Linked DNA regions of Hordeum vulgare: region 1 is linked to region 2. A link is a contact called in public Hi-C data. All regions are on one chromosome and are shown on one strand. Each heading gives the region's core, a stretch centred on a gene start, on an enhancer-like site or on the middle of the called end of the contact. The rest is flanking DNA. Distances are from core to core; before and after follow the strand shown. Region 1 holds the start of LOC123428568 (translation initiation factor IF-2). Region 2 holds the start of LOC123428564 (putative 1-phosphatidylinositol-3-phosphate 5-kinase FAB1D).

Region 1 (6,736 bases), core at 1,708-4,207, 170 kb after region 2:
ATATGCAAGAGAGTCATCATGTGTCATTGTACTAGAAGCACAAGTAGTGCACTTTTCAATCCTCGTAGAAAAAAAAATTGGCAGCAATTTTTCATTGCATCAAAGACTGTACCGAGTGGATCCTACTCCTAGCACATTGTCAGTTCTCCTTGCTGTTGTATCATCTTTAGAATTTCTGAATTGCCACATTGGTTCACATAGGTAAAGTTCTAGATAATGCTTGTTACAATCAGGTTACTGCTTTGATTCCAGTGGCTAATGAAAAACAGTGCTTTGAGTTTTCGTATACTTTTGGATATGAATCCAATGGTATCAAGTTTATATACCCATAACGCCCGCAATCTTGGTCATTGGTTCTTGGGGTATGAGCTTTTTAGTCATCCAGCGACAAGTTGAACCGAAACTAATCTCCATAAAAATATGGGTTCTAGATCCCCTTCCTTTGCTTATATAAAAATGCATAACAAATACTAGCCAGTACATGCATGTTCAATCGTCTCACTAGGTACAGATGAGCGACTGCATAACAAATGAATTTGAGACAAGTTGAAGAGACACCAAAACGATCCACACCGAAGTACATAAACTTGCCTATATCTCATCTTCATCATCGAAAGGGTCCCTCTCCGGAAAGTCGCCAACCTGCAAACAAAACTGCTCAATAACACTTCCACTCCCGAATTTTTAAGGGGATGCACGAAGACTGAATGTTATAAAAAGCGAAGAAAAATATACTACTCCCTCCGTCCAAAAATAAGTGTCTTTGATTTAGTACAAAGTTGTACTAAATCAAAGACACTTATTTTGGGACAGAGGGAGTACTAGGTAAGGTAGGTAGGCATCTACCTTCACTTTCTCTGGCCTAACAATTGCTCCATGCCCTTGAGGGCACTCGAAGAAGCGAACTCCTTTCACCCTACAGCAAGCACCCCAGAAGCCAAACAAAATGTTACAAAGAACTGCTTCTCCAACGGTATGCGTTGTTGTTGTTTGTTGTTGATAGTTTGAGAACAAACATACATGCCATCGTGTTTTCCAAGTGGCTCATCGTATTGCACTCCAACCCAAAATCCACGCCCAAGGGCTTCAGCTTTGCCGACGAATTTCACGGTGCCCCTCTTGGCACCTGGCTCGAGTTCACATCTATCTCCCACCTGTGACAATGTTAATATTGAATTGTAAAACAATACATGTAAAAAAAAAACAGGTATAAATTTCATTTCATGACACAGGAGAAGAAATCTTGCACCCATACTCCAGAATGTTCATGCATACAGCAAAGAATAAATAGAACAAGGACCAACAATTAGTACATCACATGCCTACGAAGCAGAGTACCATGTTAATAAGTCATTAATTATCTTGGCACAAAACTGAGTCAAGTACACAGTATTCGATAGTCATACTTACCAAGTGGAATTCCATTTGTTCTTTACTGAAACTGCTAGTCAAATCAGGGAGCTACTAAAAGGAAATATACACTGAAATACTCCCAAAAGCTGCTCCAGTTAGCAACCAAAAAGGGAAGATGGATACGAGTAATTTCATGTGCAACATAAGCATGTCCACAGATTCCATCAAAGTTAAACTAGTATGCTAGGAAGAAATTATCGCAACCAGTATGCTAGCTGGCAAACTGCATACCAGACACTAAATGTGGAACAACAGCGTTGGCATGCTAAATCGTCAATACGTAGCAAGCTAAACTATAAGATCGTTCCTCGGAAAAGAAAACCACTCAGTATATGCATAGGCAAGTGAGGTGGTTGCAGATGAGTTGGCAATATTCCATTTTATAGCCTGTGAATCTAATGTACATGTGCAAAGAAAATGAACTGACCTTGATGTTGGCACACAATTCCTCCATCTGATTGTCTGACTGCCAAAGAGGACAAGAAACAGAGTAAACAGGCCTGTTGCAGCCTTGAAAGGAACAAATAAGTCCAGAGCATGGGCAACTTACCTGGTTATCATCCGATACAGTGGTTTTCGCCACCATCTTCTCTTTGAACTTCCGGAAGTTTGCTGCACAATTGCAAAGAAGCTTAGATGTCACGGTCGAGCGAGTCGATTGCAAATGACAAACTGAACTACATTTCAGACTCTTCTACTAGATGTATGCAAGCTTTGATTAAGGAATAAGCTCAACTATGTTTCAGACTCTGAGAATTCTACAAGGGGTCCAAATTCATTTTCTTGTAAACTGGAAACAGAATGCTGCATCCTGAGAGCTTACTGCCGAGCTTGTCATACGCCTCGTCCGAGATGGTGTACTTCTCGACGAGCGAGGTGTCTTCCAGCCACCCGCCGGAGGTCACCGAGGAGGGGTCGAGGTCGATGATGTGCAGCCGGTACCTGCAGAGCACACGACCATCATATCAGATCAATAGCAATGGAAAGATGCTACTGTAGTAAGAGGAGATGCAGGTGGTGGGGGGCGGACGGACCCGTCGTAGGGGGAGTAGGCGGCGAGGGGCGCGGCGTCGCGGTCGAGGTCGGCGACCCTGGCGCCGGCCTCGTCCCGGAGCTCGAGGCGCATGGAGCCCACGGCCGTGCCCGTCTTCTTCCACAGCTTCTCCTTGAGCGCCTCCACGGTCGTCTGCGAGCAGAGCCGCCATTAGAGCCAAGCTGGAGACAAGATCCAGGCCAAGCGAGATCCAAGCTGGAGAGCGTACCTGCTGCGAGACGCGGATGTCGGAGGCGAAGGTGGCGAGGTTGGAGTGCGTGACGCGCAGCGCCACGCTGTCGTCCGCCGGCATCTGCAGCTTCGACATGTCTCCGGCGGTGACGACGACGACCCTCTGCTACTGCTGGTGGCGGCGGTCGTCGGAGCAGGAGCAGGAGCCGCCGACGCCGATATGCGGGAGTAGTAGCGGCTCCACGTGGGCTCGTCTGCGGCCCGGCCCGGCCCGGGTTCAAATGAGGCCCGTGAGAGTCCACTGGACTGGAGCGAGCGAGCGAGCAAATATCTGTTATCTCCTCGTCTTCTACCTCCCGACTCGCTAACGGATAGTGAAACTGAAACAAAGATGGCGGCTTTGACGATGGCGATGGGGATGGCGGCTGCCCCACGGGTGGCCCAGCTCGCCGGCGCCCAGCCGGGTGGCGGGAGATGCGTCTCCGTCCGCGCGGCTGCGCCTCCGCGGCAGCAGCGGTCGTCCCGGCCGCCGCCCAGGAACCGCGGCCCTCCTCCGCAGAACCGCCGGCGCGGGCCGCCGCCCAGGCCCCGTGACGACGACGGCGAAGGCGACGACCGAGGTCCGCCAGGGAGGCGGGGCCCTCCTGGCGCGCCCAGCCGCCAGCACCAGGGCCGCGGGCCGCCGAGGGGCTCAGCCGGCCGGCCGCCGCCCAGGGGGCACTCCGGCCGCGCGCAGCCGGCAGACATGGCCCGCTCGCCCGTCGCCGCTCTGCGGCGGGGGGAGGAGGAGTTCGACGACGAGGCGGGGTACAGGAACTACGAGGAGGAGGAGGAGGAAGGGGAGGGGAGGTTCGCCGGGGGCACACGGTCGGGCGGCGCCATGCCGAAACCACCCGCCGGGTTCGTGCTGGACGACCAGGGCCGGTGCATCGCCGCCGCCTCCAAGCGCATCGTCACCATCGTCAGTTGCATCACATTCAGCTTTGTCCTAGCTAATTCATTCATTCATACTCCTTGAAATGCATTATACCAAGTTCATCTTGCAAATCTCTGCAGATTGATGACGCCAACAATCGACCGTTGGAGTGCATAATCAGGAGGGTGTTCAGCAGCACGCAGGATCACGAGTGCTTGCTTCTCTGCCCCGTCGACATGTAAACAACCACACTATGTACATATTTATTCCAATGTTCATAGGTGGTTCCCCTCTTCTTCTGCTTGGTAACAGTTTCGATTCCTTCTTTCAGGCCTGTGCAGGTGCTCAAGAGCACCAACTTCAGCGGCTGGATTGCCGTATGTCTCCAGTTCCGTACATAGTGATCGATTCATTTGTAGTTCAAGCATCATTTCAGTTGATGCTAGAATATTCATGTTTTGGACATGGTTTTTAATGAGGTAAATGGTATGTGTTCTTCCGTTCTGTTGTAGGTTGACGATGACCAGATTAAGGAGATCATACCATCGGTTGCGTACGCCCTTGCTAGAGTACATATGCACTTTGTAGAAAGCGGGTAAGGGTCACACAGAAACACCATAGAAATGCAAACTTATAACCTTTTTAACTGAACTGAGACAAGGGCATTACAAATGCTGTGTACATTTAACCGTGTTCATTGCTTATGTAACACACTAACACTATGATAGTTCACCCTCTGGTCTGCGTGCAGAGGCTGGGGAGAGTTCTCCGTTGTCGAAAAATGATAGTGTAATAGTCTCTTGCCCTCTGTTTCAGATTCTGTTACACAGCACGAGGTGGCTTCTGCTTTCCTGAAGATGCAATCCAAGAATTCCACGGTAACCAGAAGCACGAACCTGTCTAGTGGTATTATTTTGTCAGTAATCCCCCCAAAAAATAGGTTCCTGCTTGTAAGAAAAGGTTTCAATGATATCTTTCTTGCTATGAATTTAAAAGTTGGTGTATCTCTTGTGTGATGTGCATCTAGTTGTTTAGTTACCTATTTGATTTGTCATATTAAAATTGCAGATTCTAGTGGTGGTAGCGGGGAGGCACCTTTTGAAGGTGTAGAGATTTGCAACTTCAATTTGGTGAGTAAATTAGATTCCTTTACTTATCTTCCTGTTTTGTGGCTGTAGCCAAAGAATCAAATTCCGACCAAGTAGAGAGATGCGGTGACTGTAATTTATTTGCCTTGTCAGAATAGTTAACATATTCATGCCTTGCTGCCATTGCAAATATCTCACGGTCGGCATGCTTGTGAATATGTTATTGCTGGCACTTAGCGTCGATACTCTGTTTGCAGGACGGTGCACACTATATGATCTATACACCAGTCGATCCACTTCTGTTCGTTGCAGTTAAGGTATGTCGGTTGTTCTTCCAACTTTATTTAGAAACTCTCGGCAACTAGATGCTTCATAAACCCCATAATGAAAGAAGTTATGCATAATTAATGATTGGCATGTCATTGTGCAGGACAAGGATGGTGTGCTACGCATTGCTGAAGATGTAAGTCCAGTTACCACTATTCTTATACGCTGAACAACGTTTGTAATGATAGGTAGCGCAATGTAGAAGCACTTTGTATATGAACCCTAACTGTGAACATGCAGGACCTGATGGATGACCCTAGTATCGTGAGCGCCATAGATGAAGAGACGGAGTTCACGGCATTGGTGGTATGCCAGCCAGCGATCAATTATTGCTTTATTTCTTTCTTTCTAGTTGGCTCCTAGCTAGTTTTGCTATTGATGACCATATTATGGTACTGACGTGTGTTTGTTGCTGTGCTTACGCAGGAGGAGGAGGAGGCCCTTCTCGAGTCGATACTGCACGGCGACGATGATGTCAGCTGATCCTAGCGTACTTTAGTGGTAGAAGTACAAGTTCGTGACAGAGAGGTATCTCTCGGGAGTATATGTTGTTAGATGCGTAGAGAACGTACATGTGTTTTGAGGCAGGTATATCATGTGTACGCTGGTATGCGTAGAGTACGTACATGTGTTTTGAGGCAGGGATATCATGTGTACGCTGGTATTGTGTTCTATCCTGTGATATGTAGAGAGAGTGTAGGTGAAGAAGAAGCTGCTAGCCTCACATTATATTGGAAGAATGGAATGGTAGTTAGTTCTTTTTGGCATCTACAGTATGTAATCAGGAGATCGGTGAATGAATGAATGAATTTGGTACACTCGACTTTTATGACAAATCAAATCGAGATGTTCTCATGGTTTATATACCATGGCCAAAAGAAAGAACGAAAAAACTGAGTGTGGTTCTCTGTTTATGTGAGCAGAACTAAAATGCCAAGTTGAACACCAACATATACTGTATAAAAAAGTGTTTATGTGACTAGCCGCTTCAGGGGTGTGGCACGTGGACATGCAGGGCACCTTGTCATGGGCACTTCGCCATGGCGCGGCCATGAGCGGCGGGAGGCTGAAGCGGAGCTCGACATTGCTAGATCGCGGCCCCGAACGGCGTTGCTGCCCGTCATCGTCGGAGAAGAAGAACAACAACGCTCGGGGAGCGGGGCGAGGATGGGAAGGTCGCGGTATTGCTCTTGTACCAATGCTGAGCTGAATAAGTTACTGGGTCCCACACTGTGGGTCCCGCTTTATTACGTAGGGGCTCACCCGATTCGAGTTTTAAACATGTGTCTAGGCAGTAGTGTCGCACGTCAGCTATTTCTGCGCTGGGAGATGTCGCATGAGAGCCATTACAACCAACAACATCGCATGAGAGATAACACACATCAACGACGTCGCATGGGAGCTATTCGCCCGTTTGCGATAGCTACCCGCATGGCTCACACATATCGCTGCTCATGCTTTCAGTTATCTTCTGACAGAGAAACCAACTATCCTAAACCCAACGTCTAGATTAGCTAACATGGAGTGAGTTCACAATTGATGTGCCAAAACAATCCCTACAATTGTGCATGGCGGCCATGAAAACAACGTTAGGAGATGGGAGACAGGCTCTGTTCTGGGAAGACCGATGGTTGGATGGTGCCATTGTTAAGAAAATCGGTAACTGGTAGCTGCTCGGCCAGCTTGGGAGTAGTGATTAATCGGTGAATCGTCCTATTAATTGGATTAATTGGTCGACCATTAATCAGTAGATTAAATAGGAACCTG
Region 2 (6,582 bases), core at 228-2,727:
CCATCGAGGCGGGGGCTAGGTGCGGAAAAACTTATTTCACTTTCAGGGAGCGGTCACCGTCTTGCCTACCTAGAGGAAATAGGTTGCCCTAACAACCGATGGAAATGGTAGAAAAAGCTTGAAGGAAAATTCAAATTTTATTGTGCAAACTTAATGCAGAACGTTAAGTTAGGAACAAAGAACAACTGCAAACCACTGTGTCTAAAGTGACGTCCCATCTAGAGAAGAAAAACGAACAGCTATAATCGACTCTGACTGGACCGAAATGGATATGAGAGTCAGCATCGCTTTTAATTTATACTGACGATTTGGGGGTTAATTATTTAATTCCTTGGTGTAATAAACCATGTAAATGGAATAATAATTTCATAAGTTGGAAGATATCCTCAACTGTGTAATATGACTTTTTAAAGGAATCTGGTTTATTAAAAAAAATCGTATGGCATCTCAAACACAATAAAATTTATACCGAGATTCCTGGACCACTTGTCGATGGTAGAACAATCGGCTGTCGTCGCTTCTATTTCATGGAACCGCTTAACCTTGTCGATGACAGGCAGAAAGCCTTGGTGCACATGCCGCTAAGGACCAACACGCCGGTGCCGCAATCGATGCAGTTAAATGCTTGATTTGGTCCAAGGACCTCGCACCAAATCTTGCCATCTGACGCACAAAAAAAAGTTGTAATCTACCTAAATTAAAGACTAATTCTAAACTAAAGAAGATAGAATTCGCCTAAGGTAATAATAATTGATAACAGATTAATGAATGGAAGGAGGATGTTTCCATGTTAAAATAAATGTTTTAAGTTTAATGTAATTTTATATTAAAGTTAGTAGTATATATAAAGTTAAAACAGTTAATTTTTTTAACGAAAAAGTTGAGACAGTTAATTAATGAATGAATGAATGAATGGGAAGAAAACGGCGCGTGCCTCCTCATAGGTTCCAATCAATCAATAATTCAGGGCGGCAGATGCAAAGCAAGCAGCGTCAGACAAGTTTGATTTGATTCATGGAATGGCTAAGCTGGACAGGAGAAGACGGTGGATGCTAATGGATCGGCCACGTGTCAGCATGCATGTCATGCAGCTTAGTACGTCTACTATTTTCTTTCTTTTTTCTCTTGGGCCTGTCGCCCCACGCGGCGTATCTACACCTACACTAGACGAGAGGGACAGTAATTAACGTGCTGCAATCTTTTAACAAGAGAAGTAGTAACTAGTTATATTACTATTATATATAAACTGGCCTAGTTTGTGGATTGCCTAGTAGACTCTCTGCAAAAAAGAAAATCGTATCATTTCAAGAAAGAGAGGCCGGCACACAAGAAAGAAAGATAGATAGATTTTAGGAAAACAATCAATCAATCGTTTCGTTTTGAGTTCCGCCTCGTCAAATCATCGTCTCCCATCTCCTCAATCCTTGCTTGGGCCGATTGGTTGCTAGCTGAGGGGGAGGGGGAGGGGAAGGAGGGAGACACCGACACGAGTAGTTACCAGTCAGCCAGCCAGCCAGCCATCGTCGTCTTCTTCTCTCTTGGATTGATAGGACGACTTGTTCGTCGTCTTCTTCCTCTCATTCTCCTATTTCTTCCCTCCTCTGTTGCTCCATTGCTGCCCCTGGTTCCAGTCCACCACCACCATCTTCTCTTCTCTCGCCGGCGGCAACTGCCTGCTGTTGCTGCCTGCTGGTTCCATTCCAGGTCCAACTCCGTCCACCGCCTGCTTCTTCTTCTTCTTCTCTCGTCGGCGGCTTCTGATTTCGGGTCCTCCGAGGCGACACCTACTAACCAATTAGCTGCAAACCTTATCGAGTAAGTTGCTCTCTGCCTACTACTACTACTAGTACGGACGGATGGGTTAAGCAATTCATTGATTGATTTTTTTTCGATATGTACTAGAACAGAAATTCCCTTCCTCTCTTCTCTATCCATATACACAGTACGTACTACATAACATACAATCTCAAACTTTTACTCTCAATGGATATGATATGATATGATATGAATGTTCCTCAAATTCAGATGCACCACCACTGCTTTCCCAATTATAAGCCGCTGACCTTAACAAACAATCGATTGATTATAATTCATTCCTATCTTTTAAGGGATATATCTTCCACTTCCAGCTTACACAAGCAAGAAAGGGGGCAGGAAATTCAGAGATATTTCTTCATTTCAGCCCATGCTGATGATGACACATATGCGCAGCAAGGGCATCTAAGCTTAATTTCAGTGATAATCTGGCCATGAATATCAATACGCTCATCATCACCACCAACATTACTACTACTACTAGTAGGTATGTGTGTCTCCTGTCATCTCATTCATTCATGTATAATACCATGTCCGCTTCGGAGGTGATAATAATGTGCCTGCTGTAGGGAGGGCGGTGTCGACGGTAAACTCAACCGTGTCCATTTCCTGCTGCCGGCGTACCAAGCCACCGCCAAGCATGCCGACGACTCTGACGGTGCTGCTGAATTCATCAACGCCGAGGACGGTGATGCTGTCTGGGTGCCGCCAGAGGCGGCCGGCAACGATGATGATGATGATACAAACCATTTGGGTGCACACACAAATGATGATGATGATGATGACGGCGACGATGATGAATGGCATGATGGTATCAGTTGGGGGCAGCCGAGCTCCAGTGACTCTGAACCCAGCCCGAGTCCTAGTCCCAGTCCCAGGGAGGAGCGGCACACGGGGATGCTCAGGGCCATGGACAGGCAGCTCAAGATGCTCACCACCAGGTTCCTGGCGTCCGCAGGCATATCCTTGCCCCGGGAAGACGACGGTGGCGAGGGCTGGCTCGACATCGTCACCGCCCTGTCCTGGGAGGCTGCTCTGCTCATCAAGCCTGACGGCAAAGCCGGAAATGAAATGGACCCTGGGTCTTACATCAAGGTCAAGCGTGTTGCCACCGGCACCCGCCGACAATGGTAACAAACATATACCAGCCTCCTAACTACAAGACATATATGCGGCGATAGAGTGTTCTGATGGAGCTGTTTGTGTCTTGTTTGCAGTGAGGTGATCAACGGGTTGGTGTTCAGGAAGTATGCAGCTCACAAACACATGCCCACCAAGTGCCACAACCCCAAGCTGCTTCTGCTCCGAGGCGCCCTCGGGGACTCAGATGTCGGTCTGTCATCATTTGATTCCATGGAACAGGTTGGGACTACACATATATATGATTTGATTTTCTTCAAATACTGAATCCGCATTTCTACTGTCTTTTTTTATGTCAGAGATGATTTATGCTCTTTTCTGAAACACAACTTGAGAGTTTTTATATATATTTTTTTTTACAAGGAAAAGGACCATTTGGAAAAGGCAATCAGCCAAGTGATGGAGAAATGTGGTCCAGATGTCATCCTGGTGGAAAAAACAGTTTCGCGGGACATACAGGAGCTTCTACTGAACCAAGGTGTCACCCTGGTGCTCGATATGAAGCTCGACCGGTTGCAGAGGATTGCTCGCTGCTCTGGATCTCCTATAGTCTCTGTTTTAGACATCATGACCACGACAAAGCTCAAGCAGTGCGACTACTTCCACATCGAAAAGGTCACCGAGGAGCATAACGGTGCCGGTGGTGAGGGCGGGAAGCGGCCGTTGAAAACGTTGATGTTCTTGGAAGGGTTTCCCAGGCCGTTGGGATGCACGGTATGTGCGCTTTGTCCATCATGTACAGTATAAGATTCATTCATGTTGAATCTATTTCATGAAGCCCTTATAAATTTTGCTTTCTGCAGATATTATTGCGAGGAGCAAACAGCGAAGAACTGAAGAAAGTCAAGCAAGTCATGCTCTACACCGTGTTTGCGGCATATCACCTGGTTCTCGAGGCATCCTTCTTTGAGGATCAGAGGGTATTCTTGAATGACGGAAGTGCTCCAAACTCTGTTGGTGTGAAGGAAGGGCCATCATTTCCTGTCAGTCATACAGAGAATGATGTCACGCTCACGCATAACAGATCACTGGAACATAATTCTGATGCAGAGGCAAGTTCAGATGCTTTATACTCACCGACGGATGGCTGCTCAAGGGAGCTCACGGAGGGTACAAGCAGAACCATCCATTCAAACCATGCACTTCCTTCTGAAAAAATGCTAGTATCATCAGTCTCGGGGTCACTGAGAGGATTCATCGATAAATTCCGCCGTCAGAATATTTATCTACCTGTCACTTCTCAAGAGACAGCTGATCACCAGAAAGGAGGAACACCTGAGCTCAATCAACAAGTACCAAGTGAAGGTATTCATGCCATGTTAATGACAGATGGACCAGCTGATTCCGGTGAGTACACGGACAGTTTACAAGATTTCCAGAAACAAACAGATCAACAAATGACACTGGCTGATCATCCAACATGTGGGCAATTATCAGCTATATTGGAAAACGCCGCTAACAGCGAAGAGAAAACCTCATCCGTTGACGAGGTTGATGATGTGTTGGATTCTCAGAGCATACTTATTTTGATGTCCAGCCAATGCATCGTAAAACAGGTCATCTGTGAGCAGAGTCATCTGTCTCGGATAAATTATTATGGAAATTTTGATGTCTCTTTAGGCCGATATTTGCAAGACATTTTGCAGAATCAGGTAACTTCATTTATTACAGTATACCCCGCTTACGATGAACAGTTTAAATGATATACAGCGCACTCTTTTTACTTACCAAAAAAAAAGTAGTAGGACTTTTTGTGAAAGAAAATATTTATTGTTTTATCTCACTTATGTCAGCTGCATAAATTTGGTACTTACAAATATGTTCTTTTACTTTTTTTTCTTTTTATACATAACATTTTTCTTCAAAAAGCTTTTCTGCCCTCTGAAGTCGTCCTAAACTGCTCAAGATTCCTAAATTTTTATTTGTGGCAGAACCTAAGCTGTTTCTCATGCGGAGAGCCTCCGGAGGCTCACGTGTACTCTTACACCCACCGCGATGGTAACCTTACAGTTCTTGTGAAGCGTTTGCTGCCTGACCATCGCCTGTCTGGTGAATCCAAAGGAAAAATTTGGATGTGGACTAGATGCCTAAGATGCGAGCAGGAAAGCGGAATATCCAAATCATCTCGAAGAGTGATGATGTCGGCCGAGGCACGGAACCTCTCATTCGGGAAGTTCCTTGAACTCAGCTTCTCAAGCCACTCTGCTGATAGAAGACTGTCAGTATGTGGACACTCGGTGAACAGGGACTGCTTGCGCTTTTTTGGGTATGCTCAAGCGCCTTTTAGCATTTGGTTCCAAGAAGTTATATTATTTTGTCTATATTTTTAGTTTTATTCTTTCTCTTGCAAAAAGGAATATTGATATTTCTTTTCTTCCTTTTGGTTCATGGTCTGAACTTCAGGTTGGGCTCAAAAGTTGCAATGTTTCAGTATTCATCGGTCGAAATATACAACGTCTGCAAGCCACAGCAAATCCTTGAGTTCCATAATCCCAGTACGCATGAGCTGTTTGAGCAACAGGGGAGAAATGTATGTGCAGTTTTTAGTTGCTTCTTTTTATTTTATTTTATTTCATGGTCACCTTATATACCAACCTTCTGAATTCAGTCTAATGCCTCTATCGTCTTCATTTAGGTTCTTGCCAGAGGAGTTACCCTTTTCACTGAAGTTGAAAGCATAATACAGCACATGAAGAATCAGTTTCCCGAGGTGGCGGTCAGCTGCGGCGCCTTCCTTCCCGTTAAAGAGTTTTCTCAAATCGAAGAGATGTTGGTTAAAGAGAAGGCCGAGTTTGTGGTAGACCGCACGCCCCTTTTTCTGTTACTTTAATTTTGACGAAGTTACTCGTGATTTCTGGTAATTGTTAATTTTCTGATATCATCATGCAGGATTTTCTCATGAAGGCTGTTGATCGGCATGGGGTGTCTAGGTCCTCGGCACATGAGATTCTTGATGTAAATTGGCTCTATCAGGACCTTCTGCTTGGGCAGTACGTCTGGGACCGTCGGTTGCATGGACTTCTACTTTGTAGATCTTCTGGAAAAGAAAGAATGAGTAACAGCATGAAGAAGGTGACTATTGAACTTACTCATGACCGAACGGCAACTGGAGCCGAGGCTGATGATATCGCCGAGGGCACCAGCAGCCAACTATCATTGGAGAATGGATATATTGAGCCAGTGCAGCTTGGTGAACTGAAGGTGAACAGGGATTCATCATCAGTGACTGATGAAACCCCTCAGGATAGACACTATGAAAGGCAAGATAGCGCAAAGATGTCACCGCCCGGAACATCAGATAGATTGGATGCCGAGGGGCAGGGAAATGGTCCAATTGTACAACATTCGACATCCTTTAAGCAAGATCCATTTGGTATTCGACAATTCAGAATGTCTGAATGGGAGGACAGGGAGAGATGGGTCTGGAGTCCACTTAGTGAGCTAAGATTGGCTTATAGGCAGGAGCTTCAGGATGGATACTTGGACAAATTTGAGCTTGTAAACCGCTATTCGCCATCTCATTTGCCAACCTTGCACAAACAATCTGGTGAAGAGGCACCCTCCCCCCGGTTCGTCGTTGGTCCAGGTGGCAATGTCTTGTCTGTATCAGAGGATGAGATATCCAGC

The links. Hi-C and Micro-C count contacts between places; a contact is called where the count stands out from the background.
Region 1: a Hi-C map of leaf shows a contact between it and region 2, with 3 times the contacts expected there. The contact joins the promoter of LOC123428568 here to the promoter of LOC123428564 in region 2. A contact is called at or near these places in 4 of 6 Hi-C or Micro-C datasets (leaf and seedling) and 1 of 1 datasets of contacts at active chromatin or transcription factors (embryo).

The regions. Positions count from the first base shown.
Region 1 is chr2H:663,741,461-663,748,196 of MorexV3_pseudomolecules_assembly, forward strand. It overlaps LOC123428568 (translation initiation factor IF-2), which reads left to right and starts at 2,958. Exons shown (of 10, transcript XM_045112787.1): 1 at 2,958-3,599; 2 at 3,695-3,792; 3 at 3,886-3,931; 4 at 4,067-4,149; 5 at 4,371-4,432; 6 at 4,623-4,684; 7 at 4,900-4,959; 8 at 5,073-5,105; 9 at 5,210-5,275; 10 at 5,396-5,736. The coding sequence starts at 3,030. The coding sequence ends at 5,452. LOC123428569 (tubulin-folding cofactor B) reads right to left here and starts at 2,980. Exons shown (of 9, transcript XM_045112788.1): 1 at 2,676-2,980; 2 at 2,448-2,599; 3 at 2,237-2,355; 4 at 1,964-2,025; 5 at 1,841-1,879; 6 at 1,021-1,154; 7 at 847-916; 8 at 592-642. The coding sequence starts at 2,774. The coding sequence ends at 592. It overlaps LOC123428567 (probable LRR receptor-like serine/threonine-protein kinase At3g47570), which reads left to right. Exons shown (of 3, transcript XM_045112786.1): 3 at 1-198.
Region 2 is chr2H:663,569,789-663,576,370 of MorexV3_pseudomolecules_assembly, forward strand. It overlaps LOC123428564 (putative 1-phosphatidylinositol-3-phosphate 5-kinase FAB1D), which reads left to right and starts at 1,478. Exons shown (of 11, transcript XM_045112781.1): 1 at 1,478-1,815; 2 at 2,385-2,945; 3 at 3,033-3,177; 4 at 3,325-3,669; 5 at 3,759-4,607; 6 at 4,887-5,221; 7 at 5,359-5,485; 8 at 5,591-5,752; 9 at 5,845-6,582. The coding sequence starts at 2,713.